2 separate regions of the Oryctolagus cuniculus genome follow, and region 2 is linked to region 1. A link is a contact called in public Micro-C data. All regions are on one chromosome and are shown on one strand. The core of a region is the stretch at or near the end of the contact, and the rest is flanking DNA. Distances in the headings are between cores, read along the strand shown.

What was found. A called contact is a pair of places that touch in the nucleus more often than the background predicts.
Region 2: a Micro-C map of ear pinna shows a contact between it and region 1, with 2.5 times the contacts expected there. The contact joins two enhancer-like sites. A contact is called at or near these places in 3 of 6 Hi-C or Micro-C datasets (ear pinna, liver and an unstated tissue).

Annotation. Positions count from the first base shown.
Region 1 is chr11:98,521,763-98,527,796 of mOryCun1.1, forward strand. It overlaps LOC108176672 (a long non-coding RNA gene), which reads right to left. Exons shown (of 3, transcript XR_001793388.3): 2 at 1-231. Among named protein-coding and RNA genes, the nearest start is that of USP44, 78 kb to the left of the region's middle. Within about 2 kb of position 2,004, at least 1 of the 8 cell types and tissues checked has an H3K27ac peak or open chromatin away from gene starts, as enhancers often do.
Region 2 is chr11:98,689,028-98,694,656 of mOryCun1.1, forward strand. No RefSeq gene overlaps it. Among named protein-coding and RNA genes, the nearest start is that of NTN4, 21 kb to the left of the region's middle. Within about 2 kb of position 2,719, at least 3 of the 8 cell types and tissues checked have an H3K27ac peak or open chromatin away from gene starts, as enhancers often do.

The DNA.
Region 1 (6,034 bases), core at 754-3,253:
ATATTTGCTGGGTTACAACTCAGCGCAGTGAGCTGGGTCACCCCATTCTATCATGCCCAGATGAGGCAACCGATGGGGCTGGCAGAGATCTGCAGCTTCATCAGATGCATCCTTCGTCCTGTTGAGGGATGTGGGCCCCGCGGAAAGGTTTGCATTCTCAGTCTGCTGTTTCCTAGCCGCCTGACTGAGCAGGTTTCTCACCTCCTTTTATTTTTGTCTTTGTTTCGTCATCTGTGAAATGGAGATAATAATTATTAGATAATTATGTGATTATAAGATAATTATGTGGACTACGGAGCAAGTTAGCCGGTTCACATCTCCGTCTTAGGCTAAATCAGAAGGTGCCCCCTGAGCCCCATAAACTTTCTTTGCTTTCACAATTCCAGACATCTGATCAGGCAGCCAAGAGCTGGGAAGGGCCTTTGGCTGGAAAGTACGGATTTCTTAAAGCCAGTGTTCTCTCGCTCGCTCGCTTGCTCTTGTTTGAGCATGTAGATGACGTGGAATAACCCCTCTGGTTTATTGAATTAGGTTTTCCAGTGGGGTTTATGTTGCCAGGTGATCACTTCTCAATTCGATAAAAATCACTTCGTAATGGGGATTAGATGGTACAAAAATGACACTGCACTCTGCTGGATCTCTCACGTTCTTTTTTTTTTTTTTTTTAACCAAAACTCTCCAGTCTGCCAAAGGTTTACACAAAGACTTACTGTTGTTATAATGTTCTGGGACTTAATAAATTAGACATTGTTATGAGATAGCTTCAAAACATTGAGAGAACTTGGCTGGGAGGTTTAAAATTTGTTTTTAATCAAGGAGAAATATGGACATTGATAACAATTATTTTTTAAATCCCATGTAGTATTTTTTTTTCAGGTTTGAATGAAAAGCAGTGTGACCACAAGAATGTACTTTAACAAAAGTAATAAGCTAATTCAATAACACACGAATGTTGTATTGTCTGGGTAGTAAGCTCATGTCTTAGTTTATAATGGCAAAGGGAATTTGTTAAGGGAAGCTTATTTGGAATCTTTTTATCCTATCAAAAACTTAAATTAACAGTTCTTTTGTTTGTTCTATTGTTCTATGAGTAGAACCAGAAACAAGTGTACATTTACCCCTTGCTTATTACCGTGTGGTGTGCGGCTCACAGGATCCTGGGGAGAGAAGAAGAGAGGGGGAGGTGGGGAGGAGGCAGTCCATTGCTGGTGTTGAGCTGGCTGCTCAGTGGGTTATAGTAACAGAGACTTAGACGTGCCCTGGTTGGGGGTTTAATATCTAACAGAGCAGGAAGCAAATGAGCACTGAGCCAGGTGGCACCTTTTCCCTGCCATCTTTAAACAAACAAAGCAGCAGTCCAAAGCACAAAGGTGGGTCTGGCACATGAAGCCGGGCTTCCTGGTGACTTTCCTTTTGGTCTTGGCATTTGCCCTGTGTTTACAGTCAAAGCACCAGACATGAGGTCATGGAGCCGAGGGGGGGAATAGAAAATAATGACCACACCATAAAATCGCTGTTGACTCTGCGCTCCAGGCAGGATGCAGGCGAGATGGAGGAGCCAGCTGTGCTTCTTCTGCCTTGGGCTCGTCTGTGGCCCAGGCTTGTTCCATTCGAGGGCCCAGTTACCCTGCATTGCACCATCCCTACTGAGGGCATGCAACGTAATCACCCGTCCAGGGCCACCCGTCAGCACTAGTGATGGTAGCTGAGTGCTAGGAACTCCTTGGTACTGGGCATACAGAAGGTGCTCAATAAAAATTCTAAGAGACTTGACTCTTCAGCTTAGGCTCAAGTCGTAGACTCTACTCCTTTACCAGTGTAACTCGGGTCACTGTAGGCCTGTGTTGGAGGCACAGAGAGACACTCACAGCTACTTTTACTCACATGTCCCCATTTCATCTGGACGTGATAGTGGGGAAAAGAGGCAAGGCCAAGAACACACTCAAGGACATGAGGCTGAAAGGGGTCAGTGGACCCAGGTCCTGCCTCAGAGACCCAAAGTGGCAGCGTTGAGTGTGACTGTCATTTCCTCCTTTGCCTAGTTGCCCTACTCAAAGTTTTATTTGGGCCTTAATAAAGTTTTATTGGCAAGAGCTGTGAGATTTAATCAATACCAACATTTGCCAATATGGTGATCAATGAGGAAATTGCTGTGAGCTACTCTGTGCGGAGTAACTCTGAGAAGGTTGTATCCAGGAGCCTTGTGTTGTGACTTGGAGGATTAAGCCGCTGCCTGCGATGTTGGCTTCCCTTATGGACGCTGGTTCGAGTCCCGGCTTGTCCACTTCTGATCCAGCTCCCTGATAATAATATGCCTGGGAAATGCTGTGCTTGCTGAGACAGCATCAGAAGATGGTATGTGTTCTTGGGCCTCTGCCACCCATATGGGAGACCTGGACGGAGTTCCTATCTCCTGGCTTCAGCCTGGCTCACTCTCAGCCATTGCAGCCATTTGGGGAGTTAATCAGCGGATGCAAGATCTCTTTCCCGGTGCTGGGCACTGTGGTGTAGCAGGTTGAGCCGCCACCAGCCATGCCGGCATCCCATACAGGTACTGTTTGGAGTTGTGACAGCTCCCCTTCCAGTCCAGCTCTCTGTTAATGCACCTGGGAAAGCAGCAGAGGATGGCCCAAGTGCTTGGGCACCTGTACCCACATTGGAGACCTGGAAAAAGCTCCTGGCTTTGAACTGGCCCAGCATTGTAGCCTTTTGGGGAGTGAACCAGTAGATAGAAGTTCGCTCTCTCTGTCTCTCTCTCTCCCCCTTCTGTCTTTGTAACTCTGCCTTTCAAATATAAATCTTTTTTAAAAAATAACTCCCGGGGCAATAAGGGACATTAGAGTGTAAAAGGACTTTGCTGCTAGGGGGCGCCATAGATGAGGGGAACAACATGGTACACTGTGCTACAGAGACTTGGGCCACTGTTGGGCAAGAGTCACTGGGTCTGGTTTTCACACTCTGAAGTAGATCACATGATGAAATAGTCTGAGAGCTGTTTCTGACGGTGCCCAATACATAAATGTATTGTGAGAACAAGGTGGCTCTGGGTGGCTCCATCATCAGGAGTGTGGCAGAGTTATAGTCAGAGGTAGAGATCACAAAAGGATTCTATGGCAAAGGACGCGGCTAGAACCCGGAGTCAGGGAAGCCCCAGGATTCCATGCGAAGAGGCTTCTCAGCCAGCTACTTTGGCACAAAAGATACTGCTGAGTTCAGGGAAACCAATTCTTACTAAATGGTAGTGACGCAAATGAGGTAGCAGTTTCCACTTTTGCCACATCCAATCCTTTGTTGGCAGCGTTAAAGCAAAGATCTATTTTCACCTTGTCTCTTGTGATTTGAGTACCAATGCCGTTACTTCCTAATTTCCAGTTTCGGGATTTTGCCCATTTCCTGCTAGGACCAGCCAGCTAAAGAATATTTGGCTAGTGGACAACAGGGAAATACCACACGTAACAACTGAAGACGGATGTGTTATGGAAAACCATTCTGGCCCTGTAGAATCAACAAGGAACATCCTAGCACGGATCCAATAATGTTTTCTCAATTTTAGCTATAGCTCATTTCAAGTAATCCTTGTGTTCTAGAAACAACACCTGTTCATCTTTCTGTGCATCTGTTAGAAACCCAGGCGTGAGAATGTAGGAAAAAATGTTCCAAACCAAATTACTATGCCATGCTAGCAATACTGTTTCATTATGTGAGACATTTGTCTGTATAGTTTCCTTGTAGGCTTCTTGAAAAATGGTGCAGAATGAGCCACATAGTCGACATACTGACCGCCTTTCAGGGTCATTGCTTGCTCACAACCTCTCTCTGTCTCCACCCCCCGCTGGGAGTCACTAGAAGGGCCAAGTGAGGCTTTAGCTAGGAGCAGCATTTACATGGGGTGGAAAATCCCTCAGATGCCTCATCTGAGATGAGGGGGACTAGAGGAGAAAGAACAGAGGCTATGCCAGCGTGTCAAGGGCAGTTACTGGGTTGTGAACTCTGTGACTGTTTAGTAGGGGGTGAGCAGTCTAGCACAGGGGCAGAGATGGGGCTGGGGCAGGAGAGTAGCAGGAATGGGCAGGATAAGTCTGAGCAGCCTTCTGGAATTGTGACCCAGTCTGTGGTTCTGTATCTCCCTCTGTAGCCCACTGCTGGAGGTGTTGCCCACATGGAAACAAAAGAAGTGAGACTACTTTCTCCCAGATGAATGAGTGCTGAGATGGGAAGTTGAATTGGAGGGTCAAGATCCAGGTTTTGGTTGGGAAGTTATCATAAATCAACTAAGATCAGCCAAACCAGGAGAAAGCAGGCGAGAAAGAAGTCATCTACAAGCTTTAGGAATTTAGTCTCAGATAACCCAAGGCTGTCTTGACAGGTTAAGACCTGGGCACCATGTCTGAGCCACAGAACCAGCTAACTGGCCTTTTGGCCATTTGTCTCTCATCTTTCATATCCATCTTACACTGCAATTAGATATTGCTTCCTAAAGCAAGTATCTGTCGCTCCCTACTCAGATTTAATTGACCTCCTATTGCTTAAAGGGCCGCGTTCCAAGTTCTTAGCCAGGCGTTCAACAGCTTCAACAGTCTGGTGTTAGACAACCTTTCTGACCTTGTAATCAACTACTCACTTTCCTAATCCCGCCATTCTGGACAGAGGGATCTTTGTGATCATCCAAACAGAATTCGATTTCCTGCTGGGAACCCATAAGGAGAGGGTAGGGTCTTCCCTCTCACCTGACCTATTATGCTTTCATAGAAAATCTAGACTGGCAGATCAGGTTGCCAGTTGCCAGTCATTTCTTGGTTCACATCTGAATTAATTTCTCAGCAACATTTGACAGCGTCCTTCTTGAAATATTGTGCTGTCTTATTTCTCTCATGTTCTCTTAATTATTCTCTAACTAGTGCTCTTAATTATTCTCTAACCCTTAATTATTCTCTAACTGCTGCTCTTTCTAAATCCTTGCTAGTTTTTTCTCTTTCGGTTGACTGGAAAATGCTGAAGTATCTTAGGTATTTGTCTAAGGCCCAGTCCTTTTTTTTTCTACCTGCATTCTTATCCCGGGTGATCTCATCTAGATAAACCGCATTACTAACCTCCATTTGCTCCTGTCTCCCACTTTCTGCAGGGGGTCATCACAGGCAGAGTATACTTCTCCTGCCCCTGACTTGGGACTTGCATGTGTGATCTGCTTTGAGTAATGATAGATTGGCAGAAGTCAAGCTGTATCAGGAGCTGAGGAGCATGCTTCCTCTTGCCCTCCTGTGCCTCTGTCATTGGCATTGCCTGGCTGGCAAGTTGGTCCCAGGAGAACAGGAGACAGAGAGAATAGAGCTTCCCACCTGCCCCGTAGACCTCAGACAGGAGCGGAGTTGCCTAGCTGGAACCCTAGCCAATCTGCAAATGTGAGCAAAAGTAGATCGTTTTTGTCTCATGCCACTGAATGTTCGGAGTGATCATCTGTTTAGTTATGGCTCCCAAATAGAGACCCCTAGCCTTCGGCCTTGGTTCTTTCCTGCTCCAGAGCTGTCTGTGCAGCCAGCCGTGTGGCATTCCCACTCAGTGTCTAGCAGGCATCTCAAACAAGAGCAAGCCAGGAGTGGACTCCTCCCTAGACCCGCTCTCTCCCATCTAAGTAGATTATACCATCATCCTGCCAGTTGTTCAAACTAAAAAACTAGGAGAACGCTTGGTTCTCCTGTTCCTCCACATTCACCCATCTGTGGAACATCACATATATGCAGTCATTTTTCTCTGTCTTCACTGACATACTGTCTCTTGTCTGGAAAACTTTGGTAAACTTTTAATTGATCTGTTTGCTTTCACTTTTGAACTTTCTTCAACTCATTCTCCATATATTTTGAACTTTATTCAACTCCATATATCATCTATGAGACTCTTTTTAAAGAGTAAATTAGGAGTCGCTGGCACCGCAGCTCACTAGGCTAATCCTACGCCTTGCGGCACCGGCACGCCGGGTTCTAGTCCCAGTCGGGGCGCCGGATTCTGTCCCGGTTGCCCCTCTTCCAGGCCAGCTCTC
Region 2 (5,629 bases), core at 1,469-3,968, 170 kb after region 1:
ACTCATTTGCTAGAGTGGCTCACAGAACTTCCCTTTACTGATTCACTAGAAAGGGTATTTGAGAGGGTGCGAATAAGCAACCAGAAGAAGGCACACACAGCACAGGGTCTCTAAGGGAGCCCAGGGGTGTCTATCCTGGTCCATGGAGTTGGAGGCACCCCTCTCCTGACGTGTGAGTGAGTTCCTGCTCCTGTTTCTGCAAGCATCCCTGTGTGTAGCTGTCAAGGGGCTCTCCGGATCCTGCCTGTTGGGTTTTCTTTTCTTTTTTTTTTTCTTTTTTGAGAGGCAGAGTAGACAGTGAGAGAGAGAGACAGAGAGAAAGGTCTTCCTTTGCCGTTGGTTCACCCTCCAATGGCCGCCGCTGATCCGATGGCAGGAGCCAGGTGCTTCTCCCAGTCCCCCATGCGGGTGCAGGGCCCAAGCACTTGGGCCATCCTCCACTGCACTCCCGGGCCACAGCAGAGAGCTGGCCTGGAAAAGGGAAAACCAGGACAGAATCCAGCGCCCCGACCAGGACTAGAACCCGGTGTGCCGGCGCCGCCAGGTGGAGGATTAGCCTAGTGAGCCGCGGCGCCAGCTCCTGTTGGGTTTTCACAGAGGCTTCATTACATGTGCGTGACTGATTAAATCTTTGGCCATTGATGATCAACTTAACTAACCTTCATCCTCATTCTCCTCTCCAGCAGTTGGGGGCTGAAGCTGAAAGTCCCACCCCTCGAACCCTGCCCTGGTCTTTCTAGTGACCAGCTCCCATCTTGAAGCTACCTAGGCCTGATTCACTATCAATCTAACTCATTAGCATAGAAAAGCCCACTTTCACAAGGGAGAATCCAGGGATTTTAGAAGGTGCATGCTAGGAAACAGTGCCAGAGACCAAATATATGTATTTCACAATGTCACTCTCATTAGTAGTGATAACAATATCTGTGATGAGATAATGACAAAATGATCACCATCATCACAACACACATGTGAATCCCTGTTGTTTGGCCTGGTTCCTAGTTTAAGTTGCATTATGCTTTATTTTTTGCCATAAAAAATTTCTTTGAGGTGGAGAGAGAGAGAGAGAGAGAGAGAGAAAGAATATTTCATAGCATAGCTGCTACTTTCTCAAGAAGAATATCACTCCTACTGATCTATGCCAAATTTAGTGGTAACACTACATATTTTTTTAAAGATTTATTTATTTATTTGAGAGGCAGAGCTACAGACAGAGAGAAGGAGAGACAGAGAGAAAGGTCTTCTATCCACTGGTTCACTCCTCAAATGGCCACGATGGCTGGAGTTAGACAGATCCAAAGCCGGGAGCCAGGAGCTTCTTCCAGGTCTCCCACAAATGTTCAGGGGCCCAAGCACTTGGGGCATCTTCTACTGCTTTCCAAGGCCAAGCAGAGAGCTGGATTGGAAGAGGAGCATCTGGGACATGAACTGGCACCCGTATGGGATGCCAGCACCACAGGTGGAGGCTTAACCTACTACACCACAGCACCAGCTCCAACACTGGATTTTTGAACTCTCATCTCATGCCCGAGCAAGGTCAAAATTAATTTTATGTGATTGACACCATAAGGCTCTCTAGAAAGGCAGACCTTACTACTAAAAAAGGGCAAAGACAATAGCCAGTTCATCTTTGCAGTTACACATCTAGACAGGCCTAGGCCTCATAAGAAGTAATACCAGAAATGCAATATCATTATGTAATATGCAAGATAAGTGAATGCAACTAACCTGCACTATCAGAAGAAGAAGGCACTAAATGGAGCCTGAAGAGGAGTACAAAACAAGCATGACCTTGAGAGAAAAGGATAAAGTTCGAATGCTCTGATTTGTTTGCAAAGAATGATGGGAGCAGAGGGACGAAACAGAAAGCAAAAATAGAGACCACAGGCTTTAAGAAAAAGTTATGAATAATCAAAAGTTGGCAAGTGACTTACAAAAACAGTCTGCACTGACAGTGCATAAGTCACATTGGCTTTGCCACTACTATGGAGTAGCCAGGGACAGCCATTGTGAAGAATTCTTCTCTATCCTTGGTGCCAGGCACCCGTTGAGAACTCCACTTCTCAATTTACCAAGTTCTCAATACATATTTGTTGAAAGAGGAGGAAGCATGATTACTTAGATAGTTATGAGGCCTGGTGGAAAATATCCCAACAAACCAGTGTCATCTGCGGTTAAAGAAAATCTGTTTCTGATGTTTTTGTGGGTGTGGTCCCAACACAGTGCCGGTGACACATCAGGGAAGATGGCAAGCAGACTGAAAACAAGTGCCACAAGAAGTGATCTCACTGCCATGGTCTGGGTGGGCCCGCTTGGTCAGTTCTCATGCAAGCACATTCGTTCTAGAAAGTTCTCCCATGACTAAGAAGAAGCTGACAGGAAGCAAACAGATTTCACCATTAAACAAATAGAAAAATTCAAACAAGTAACGGAAAATGTTGAACGAGAACAGAACGGAACATTTTTAGCTACTTTTATAACCTCTGACCTCTTTCCTTCTCTCTCACATTCAGCTCTCTCACTGCCCCCACCCGACCCCATTTATCTTTTCCCATCCCTACCCCTGGAACCTGAGCAGAGAGGTGCTTTCCTCTAAGCCATTCCAGGGTCCTGTCTTTGGAATTTAAGTAACTTGCACAAGCTCACCTGGGAAGAAGCTGTTATGGTTGGAAAGTTTGCACAGCTCCAAAGCTCCTATGGTGAGCTCCACCCCCAAAGGGATGCTACCATGAGGTGAGACCTTTGGGAGGGTAATTAGGTGGCCCCTCTATCTTGTGAGGACTTTGCAAGAAGGCATCAGTGGCCGGCACTGTGGCTTAATAGGCTAATCCTCCGCCTGTGGTGCTGGCACCCTGGGTTCTAGTCCCGGTCGGGGCGCCGGATTCTGTCCCGGTTGCCCCTCTTCCAGGCCAGCTCTCTGCTGTGGCCAGGGAGTGCAGTGGAGGATGGCCCAAGTGCTTGGGCCCTGCACCCCATGGGAGACCAGGATAAGTACCTGGCTCCTGCCATCGGATCAGTGTGGTGAGCCAGCCGCGGCGGCCATTGGAGGGTGAACCAATGGCAAAGGAAGACCTTTCTCTCTGTCTCTCCCTCTCACTGTCCACTCTGCCTGCCAAAAAAAAAAATAAATAAATAAAATAAAAAAATAAAAAAAAAGATTACAACAAATGTGATACAGACTTGGGTTTTTTTTTTTAATCTTTTTATACAGACACTGCTAAATACTACAAGACTTAAAGATTTTTAAAAAGCATGAGATACTTTTAAACTTTATGCTTAGCTACTGTTTATGAAGTATTAATGTTAACAACAAGCTCAAATCAAGCAAAGAAATATGGTAGTGACTCATCACATTTTAATGCTGCTTAATTTTTAGGCTTCCTGTGTGAATTAGCTAAGAGATACAGCAATTTAAATAATAATGACTAAAACCTTTTCTATTTCCTGCTTGAATTTCCTTGTAAAATATTGGCTTTTTTTTTTTTTAAGTATTCAGACATTCTTTATATAAAGAGAACCAGAGAATTAAAATTCTCTTAAGCATGTCTTATAGAACTAAGCATTTCAAATGAAGTAACAAGTGATCTGAATAAAATACTTTTATAGATTTAGAAAGATAAAATGTCTATGGAGATCCACAGAAGAACAAAACAATTCAGTCCACTGTTGTGTGTGTCATGTTGCTATAGGAACATCCTGTTGAATCTTCCAGTCTCATCCCACTCTCTGGGGTCCCACACATACCTGCACACCAGGTGGAAGTGGGTTGCAGCAGCTCAGTAGTGATAACAGCACCTTGGGAACTACGATAAGTAGAGAATGTTTGCCATTTGGGTCACTCCCAGGAAAATTTGAGAGGCCTAATAGAAAAAAGGACCAAAACTACAAAGGCATTTCAAAAAAAGTTAACTTACAAAGAAGCCAAAGTGATCAGCTTTCTTATAGTTGTGTAACTATAATTATGTGTACCCTATTATCAAGGGTATAGATAAGGCTTCTCGAACCTCAGCTGTGTACTCTCTCTGCAATCAATCTTTTCTAATTTTTTTATACTGAAGTTTCTACCTGTACTTATTTTAAATTCAGTTGACTATTCACAGATATGTGCCTGTCTCTGCTTCCCTTCCATTATTTGTAAGGAATTAGCTTTAGCTGTCTTTTTAGAGCGTAGGTTGAAAAGGCATTTTGCTTTCCACCTCGGAGTAATTTTTAAACCACATCAATTATTTTTCATGCGCAGCTGTTTTTTTTTAATCCACAAATTATTGCTCTAGGCGTTTTTTGCTTTACCACACATTTCAGAAGAGAAGGAATGAAGGGGAGCCAGCTAATCTACAAAAATTTCGCCTACAGTAGATCTGACCAAAAAGGGGGGAAGGGGAAGTCATGAACCAAAACTCCTTAGAAATGGGAACCACTTATGAACAGTGTAAACCTTGACTATGTAATCCCCTTCGCTTGCATTTACTGATCACTAGAGAACTGTTTCCCGATTCACTTCTTCCTCTACCATTTATTTGCTCAAGAAATACTTGTTTATGCGCTGGCAGACCTAAGTGAAGCCTACCGCTGTTCTCACAAGGCTCACCATCTGATTTGGCACCCAGTGATCTGGGCATTAAACAAGAGCGAATCCAACACAGCAATCCATCACACCGGAGACTAGGGGAGAAAATCTGATGGAGGATGATGCTAAGGTTTGGATAGACTCAAGAGGGGCAGAAAGACTTTCTCCAAAGTCACAGTGAAAGTTTAAATGGGTAAGGAATATTGGGATACACGGGGGCAGGCGTGTCTTGTACTGGCAGGGGTGAATAACAGAATGTAGCAGTGGAAGGGATCGTAAAGGTCTTTGAGGCCAACTTTTCTGAACATACAGAAATCTTTTATAACATCTCTAGACAATAGCCCTTTAACATCCACGATTACATGTTTTTATTGGTTTATTTAGCACTAAACTTACTAGGCTCCAGGCACTGATCTACAGGTTTAGCAAATATTAACTCAGGTGATCCTTATAACAACCCTAAAACAGAGATACGCTCATTATCCCCACTGTACAGATGAGGAAATGTGGCAGGGAGAAGATAAGTCAAGTTGTCCCCCATCCAAGTGGCCGAGCCAGGACACTCGGGCAGATGGCCTGGTGGCTGAGTCCCTGTGGTGACCGGGTCCCTGTCACTTCCCTGGATAGGTAGCCCTTCCTCTGTTGGCCAGCTCAAACCATTAGACACAAGGTGGTAGATTCTGAAATTTGTCTTACCTTTCAGCATTCTTATGTAGATTTGCCTCCTACAAACTGAGATTTCAAACAAAGGAGGATGTGGAACTTGAAAGATTTGAGTATAAATGGGTTAAAATTGTTACAAAGTATAGCAGTTAATTAATACGAAAGTAGGATTTTTCAAAATTTCTCTTCAATAACTTGATTCTAATTTGGTGAATTTAATGTTTCTGTAAGCAAAAATAAATAGACTAGATCTATTTGCATGTGAAAGTCTTTCAGCAGCCAGGTGGCTTGGGATTCTATGAAATACCTTTGTGATCTAACTTGGCTTTGGGGTGAGAAGCTTATTACGCCTTTTTTTTTTTTTTTTTTTTTTTTTTTTTTTTTTTTTTTTGACAGGCA